2 separate regions of the Mus musculus genome follow, and region 1 is linked to region 2. A link is a contact called in public promoter capture Hi-C data. All regions are on one chromosome and are shown on one strand. Each heading gives the region's core, a stretch centred on a gene start, on an enhancer-like site or on the middle of the called end of the contact. The rest is flanking DNA. Distances are from core to core; before and after follow the strand shown.

Region 1 (2,700 bases), core at 68-2,567, 3.6 Mb after region 2:
GCTGGGGAGATGGCTCCGTGATTAAAGTGCTTGCCATGCCGAGAGAGAGAGAGAGAGAGAGAGAGAGAGAGAGAGAGAGAGAGAGAGAGAGAGAGAGAGTTAATATCTCTGGGTTTCGATTGAGAGACCATGCTTCACTGTATAAGGTAGAAAAGCAGCGTTGTAGGATTTCTGACACCAATCTCCGGCCTCCACGTGCACCTGCACCGCCCCCCAACATGTACATCCACTCGTGCAAACAAAACAAAACAAAACAAAACACCAAACCACAGATACAAATGCACACACACAGAGACTCAGACAGACAGACAGACAGACAGACACACACACACACACACACACACAATAGGAGAAGAAAAAAAAATAGGTCAACAATAAAACCCCTGCTTTCTTGCAAAAAACTATGAAGTAGACTGAATGCCGAGTGCTCGCTGTTATAAGAGAGGTTCAAGGGCTGGAAGAGCTTGTGCAAGAGCCAGGGTTGAGCACGGTCCAGAGGAGCGCCAGGCTCAGCCTCTCTCCAGCATCTCTTCACAGGAAAGCCGGAGGCCCTCTTCACGTTCAAGAAGCCCAGGGGAAATCAATTATCCGAGTCTCCCTTGAGTACTCGAGCGCTCTTCGGTGTGACAGGTGTTTCCTGGTGTGCTAGAAATGCAAGCCAAGTGGATTCAGGTCCTGAGTGGCCATGTAACCAGACCCAGTTGATCTGTGAAAAGCGGGGCATGTGGCTAAGGGGATGCAATTTCAAGTGGGCGTTACAGGTGACTCATCAGAGACCTATCGATGGTGTGTGTGTGTGTGTTGGGGGGGGGGGGGTTGTCTTATATCCTTTGTATTTTTGGATAACAGCCCTCCTGACCATTTCCAACTTTTCGGAGTTTCATAGCCCTCGTGCAGAGCGCGTTTTCATACCAGAATCTAGTCACGGATAGGGAATTTGGGGTATGAAGACAATTATTTTTAAAGTGGAGTCGAGACTAGGAGAGAGGCCCTTGCCGGGGAAATTTGCTCAATAAGAGCTTTTCCTACCTCACTCCTCAGAGTGACAGTTCGCCTCAGCCAGATGACTACATTTCCCAGCGGGCGCTGTGCATCTCAAGGCACAGGCTGGCGGGCTCGGGGCGCTCCTCCGCCCAGCTAGCCAATAGAAATGCTCGGCTTGGGCCTCTGTCCGACTAGGAGCACGCGGGAACGGGGGCCTTAAAACTACATTTCCCGACGCGCTGGTAATCGCGCACTGACCAATCAGAGCCAGGTATTTTGAGGCTCGGGGAGGAGCCGACTCGGTCAGCCACCCTCATTGGCTAGGCAACGCTTAGCAGAGCCGGAACCCGGGAGCGAGCGAAACGCAATGACATTTCCTCTTTAAATAACCGGAGCCGGGGCCCCTGTAGTAATGGCCGCGTCGGCAGGTGGGTGGCGTGGTGCGGCCGCCCGCAGTGTCGGAGGAGGGAAGCAGGAGCGCGGGCGCCGGCCACAACCTGAAGCGGCGGCCTTAAGGCGGGAGGGAAGGATGGAGAGACGGCGGGCGCGGAGGCGAGGATGAATGGGGAGGAGGGCGGTGGGCGGCGCGCCCGCGAAGATGGGGCGTCTGGGTACCGGCCGCCCGCGAGGCGGTTGAGGGGTGCCCTGGCAGTCGCCCTCGATCGCGCTGCCCTCGGGAGCCTTCCGTCCCGCGCTCGACCCGGAGCCGAGTCCCCGCGCATCGCCGCCGCTGCCGGCTCGGCTGGCTCGCCTCACACGCTCCCTCCGCGAGCGCGGCGGTCCGGGCTCGCCGGGCTCCGGAGGAGCGCGCCGGCCTGGGAACTTGTTCGCCCTTGTTGAGCTCTCGGCTCCTAGAGCCTGTGTCGGCGCTCCTGTGCCCACACACGGACGTTTGTGTACGGGGTGGGGGGGAAAAAAACCCACGATGCCGTAAACTGGCTTCGAACTTCTTGTGGTTGTGCGATTTTTCTCCTAGATTTAAGTAAGTCTTCCCCAACACCGAATGGGATTCCATCTTCAGACACAGCCAACGATACCATGGATCCTTTCCATGCTTGCAGTATTCTTAAGCAACTCAAAACAATGTACGATGAAGGACAGTTGACAGACATTGTAGTGGAAGTGGATCACGGGAAAACATTTTCCTGTCATAGAAACGTTCTTGCTGCAATCAGCCCCTACTTCAGGTATGACGACGGTAGAAACTTATATATTACTATCCGTACAAGACTCCCTTTCAACCCAGTGTTAGCCACTTGATTGTGGTACTGAGTTGGGACAAATACATAAAGGCAAACCAGGTGTTTATTTTCTGAGAGTAGGTAACAGGTCTTGCTTGTCTTACTAATGAGCCCCTGTTTTGAGGTGGGATTCCAGAGTTTAGATAGTTGGATTTTAAGTTAGTGGACTTGTGAGGTATTCATACTATGTATGCTGCCAGCCACATTTGAAAAAAATTATAATGCTTTAAAATTAAAATCAGTGGCGACACTAAAACATGTCACGTGCACAGACAACTAAGTGTGGCTGGTGGCTGCTGTACTGGGCAACGGGGATATACAGTGTTTCAATCAATCATTGAAATGATCTAGAATTTTAAATATTTCTGATGTTTCCCCACCCCCCACCCCCGGTTTTTAGTACATAGGACTTTTTTTTTTTTTTTTTTTTTTTGAGTTTAAAACATAGGAACTTGCTCCTTTATAAATAAACTAG
Region 2 (2,700 bases), core at 169-2,668:
TGTCTTAGACCTGAAGCAGAGAAGAAATTAGCCCCATCAAATATCCATGATGAACATTCTAAGCCAAAGAAACACCAAAGGCCAGCCTCCAGATAAATATACAGCATATCTAAAGAGCAGAAAGCAGGTCACTAAAGAACCAGGCATCTGCAATCCCTGTGATCAGGAGGATTAGACCGGAAGTCAGACTTCTAGACCAGCCAGCTGTTTAAATAAACAGGAAAAAAAAAAATCAAAATAAGAATATCTGAAACGGAAAGATCCAGATTTCTAGGCCAGCCTGCTGTTTAAAATAAACAGGAAAAAATCAAAACAAGAATATTTGGAAAGGAGACAGAATTGTGACAGCCTCTAAATCCTGTAGGAAACCAGCTAAGTGAGGAAGATGCTATACTTGCAGAGCGCAAGTCTGAGGGGGTTTTAGATAAGAAGACAGAGGCATGAGGTTTTGTTGTTCTACATCCGTTTGGCTGCTAGATGATGACCTGAGGCAGACAGATGAGAGGAAGCCAGAAAAGAAGCAACGTGAAGTTCACTTACTCAATTGTGGACAGGATCTCCAGCTATAAAATTAAAGAGAATTAGGTACAGATTTCATTGGTTCCGAAGCTGACTGGACTTGCTGCCGAACTGGCAGTTAAGAAAAGGTGTGATTTATTGAAATGGAACAACTGGAGGATGGATTTGTTTAAGAGGGAAGATGGAAGTTTTGCTTTGTTCAAGATCTAGGTAAGAAGCGCATTCTAGCCAGGGCGCAGTGGCAGACACGGGTTAATCCTAGCTCTAGGGAGGCAGAGACAGGTGGATCTCTTGAGTTTGAGGCCAACCCGGTCTACAAAGTAAGATCCAGAACAGCCAGGGCTACACAGAGAAACCTTGTCCGGAAAAACAAAGCAACAACAACAAAGCACATCCTAAACTCTGGAGTTACACTGGATGGCAGTCGGGAATTTGGAGAGAGATCTCGCACGCACTAGAGTCTCCCTCCGTCTTGGTTTTGGGGTCTCCTTGAGACACCTGGTAACTGCGAAGCTTTCTGCTGCTCAGCCTTCAACACTTGCTTAGAGGCTGAACTTGGCTCTAATGGTTAACAGAGGGGTTTAAGGCTGATAGCAGAGGCCCTCGGGGACGCCGCGCACCCGGCCGTGGAGACCTTGCCACAGGCGCAGATCCGCTCCGCCGCCCGCACCAGCCTCAGCCACCACTGCCTGGCATGTTGCAGACTCGGCCTCTCACCCGCAACGCTCTCCTCGTGCCGGGCTACTTTGTTGTCCTCGGTTTTCTGGCCCCGCTTCCGCCGCCTTCCGTCTGCGGTGCGCTTTGGGGCCATGCTAGCCAGAGGCGTTCCTCGGGACTACCGCGCAGGACGCCGCAGGTCTCCGCGTGCCCGCCCCGCCCGGAGGCGGGCCACGCCTGGCCGCGCCCCCAGCCCAGGGTAGGACCACGCCCTCGAAGGAAGCCCCGCCCCCATGCAAACTACGAGGGCGCGAAGGGACAAAAATAATATAGTTCGCCTTCAGTGCGTGGCGGCCTAAGGTTTCTGAGTTCCTGTTCCCGCGAGAGGTGGAAAGGGCGCAGCGTTTGAAACATGGCGGACGACGTAGATCAGGTAAGTTTGACCTGAGGCGTTCGAAGAGGAAATGCTTTCGCTTCTCGCTTTTTCCACGCTTCCCGTGGGATGGCCCTTTTCTTTTTTTCCGAGTCACCACGGCCTTCCGTAGCCGGGCCTGCTCCTGAAACCTCCGTAGGCCCAGAGTTTCTCAACCCGCCCGTCTACCCATCGCGCTCGTCGTCGCCCTTTCTCTGTAGAATGAATGCAGGCGGCTGGAGATGCCCATCTCTGGGAGCTAGCTGTCGGGATTCCGACAGAAAGCGGGAGGTCGTAGCAGGACACCAGTTTAGCAATCCGAGTGAACACGGGGGGCACAGGCAGTGGTTCCCTTGGAGTGAATTACGAGGGGAGGTCAGAGGAAAGGTGCAGTTCTAGGAGATGGAGAAACTGCTAGAGATGGAGTATGAAGAAAACAAGCAAAGATCTGGTACACAGGCCAACAGAAGGGCCTACGGGCCTCTGCACCTACCCTTCCCTATTTCTTAGGTAGCTGGTGTACCTTGGCCACCAAAATGTCTTTCACACCCTCACATGCACACACAGCCCCTGCACACACACACACACACACACACACACACACACACACACACGTACGTACGTGCTACCCTACTGTGTTTCTCTCCAGAGCATGTTGTTTTAAATATGTATAGCCCCTGCACACACACACACACACACACACACACACACGTATGTACGTACGTACGTGCTACCCTACTGTGTTTCTCTCCAGAGCATGTTGTTTTAAATATGTATTTATTTAAAGTGTTTCTTCCACAACTAGAGTGTAAGTTCCTTAATGGGGATTTATTGGGGCTGGAGAGGTGGCTTGGCAGATAAGAGCGCTTGCTGATCTTGGAGACAACCCTGGTTGTGTACTAGCACCCACATGCTGCTCTCTCAGCTGACCAGTGATTGAAACACCACCCGGCCTCTGTATCCTATGAGTAAGCCTTTGCCTTTCCTCAGCAACAGACCACCAATACCGTAGAGGAGCCCCTGGATCTGATCAGGCTCAGCCTGGATGAGCGAATTTATGTGAAAATGAGAAATGACCGAGAGCTTCGAGGCAGACTACACGTAAGTCTGTT

The links. Promoter capture Hi-C pulls out the DNA fragments that hold promoters and counts their contacts.
Region 1: a promoter capture Hi-C map of pre-B cells shows a contact between it and region 2. The contact joins the promoter of Kbtbd8 here to the promoter of Xpc in region 2. A contact is called at or near these places in 1 of 39 promoter capture datasets (pre-B cells) and 1 of 484 Hi-C or Micro-C datasets (CD8 T cells).

What each region holds. Positions count from the first base shown.
Region 1 is chr6:95,116,563-95,119,262 of GRCm38.p6, forward strand. Kbtbd8 (kelch repeat and BTB (POZ) domain containing 8) reads left to right here and starts at 1,318. Exons shown (of 4, transcript NM_001008785.5): 1 at 1,318-1,412; 2 at 1,961-2,171. The coding sequence starts at 1,397. It overlaps Kbtbd8os (kelch repeat and BTB (POZ) domain containing 8, opposite strand), which reads right to left and starts at 1,069. Exons shown (of 2, transcript NR_153843.1): 1 at 1,030-1,069.
Region 2 is chr6:91,514,470-91,517,169 of GRCm38.p6, forward strand. It overlaps Xpc (xeroderma pigmentosum, complementation group C), which reads right to left and starts at 1,419. Exons shown (of 16, transcript NM_009531.2): 1 at 1,237-1,419. The coding sequence starts at 1,330. It overlaps Lsm3 (LSM3 homolog, U6 small nuclear RNA and mRNA degradation associated), which reads left to right and starts at 1,566. Exons shown (of 4, transcript NM_026309.2): 1 at 1,566-1,609; 2 at 2,579-2,689. The coding sequence starts at 1,589.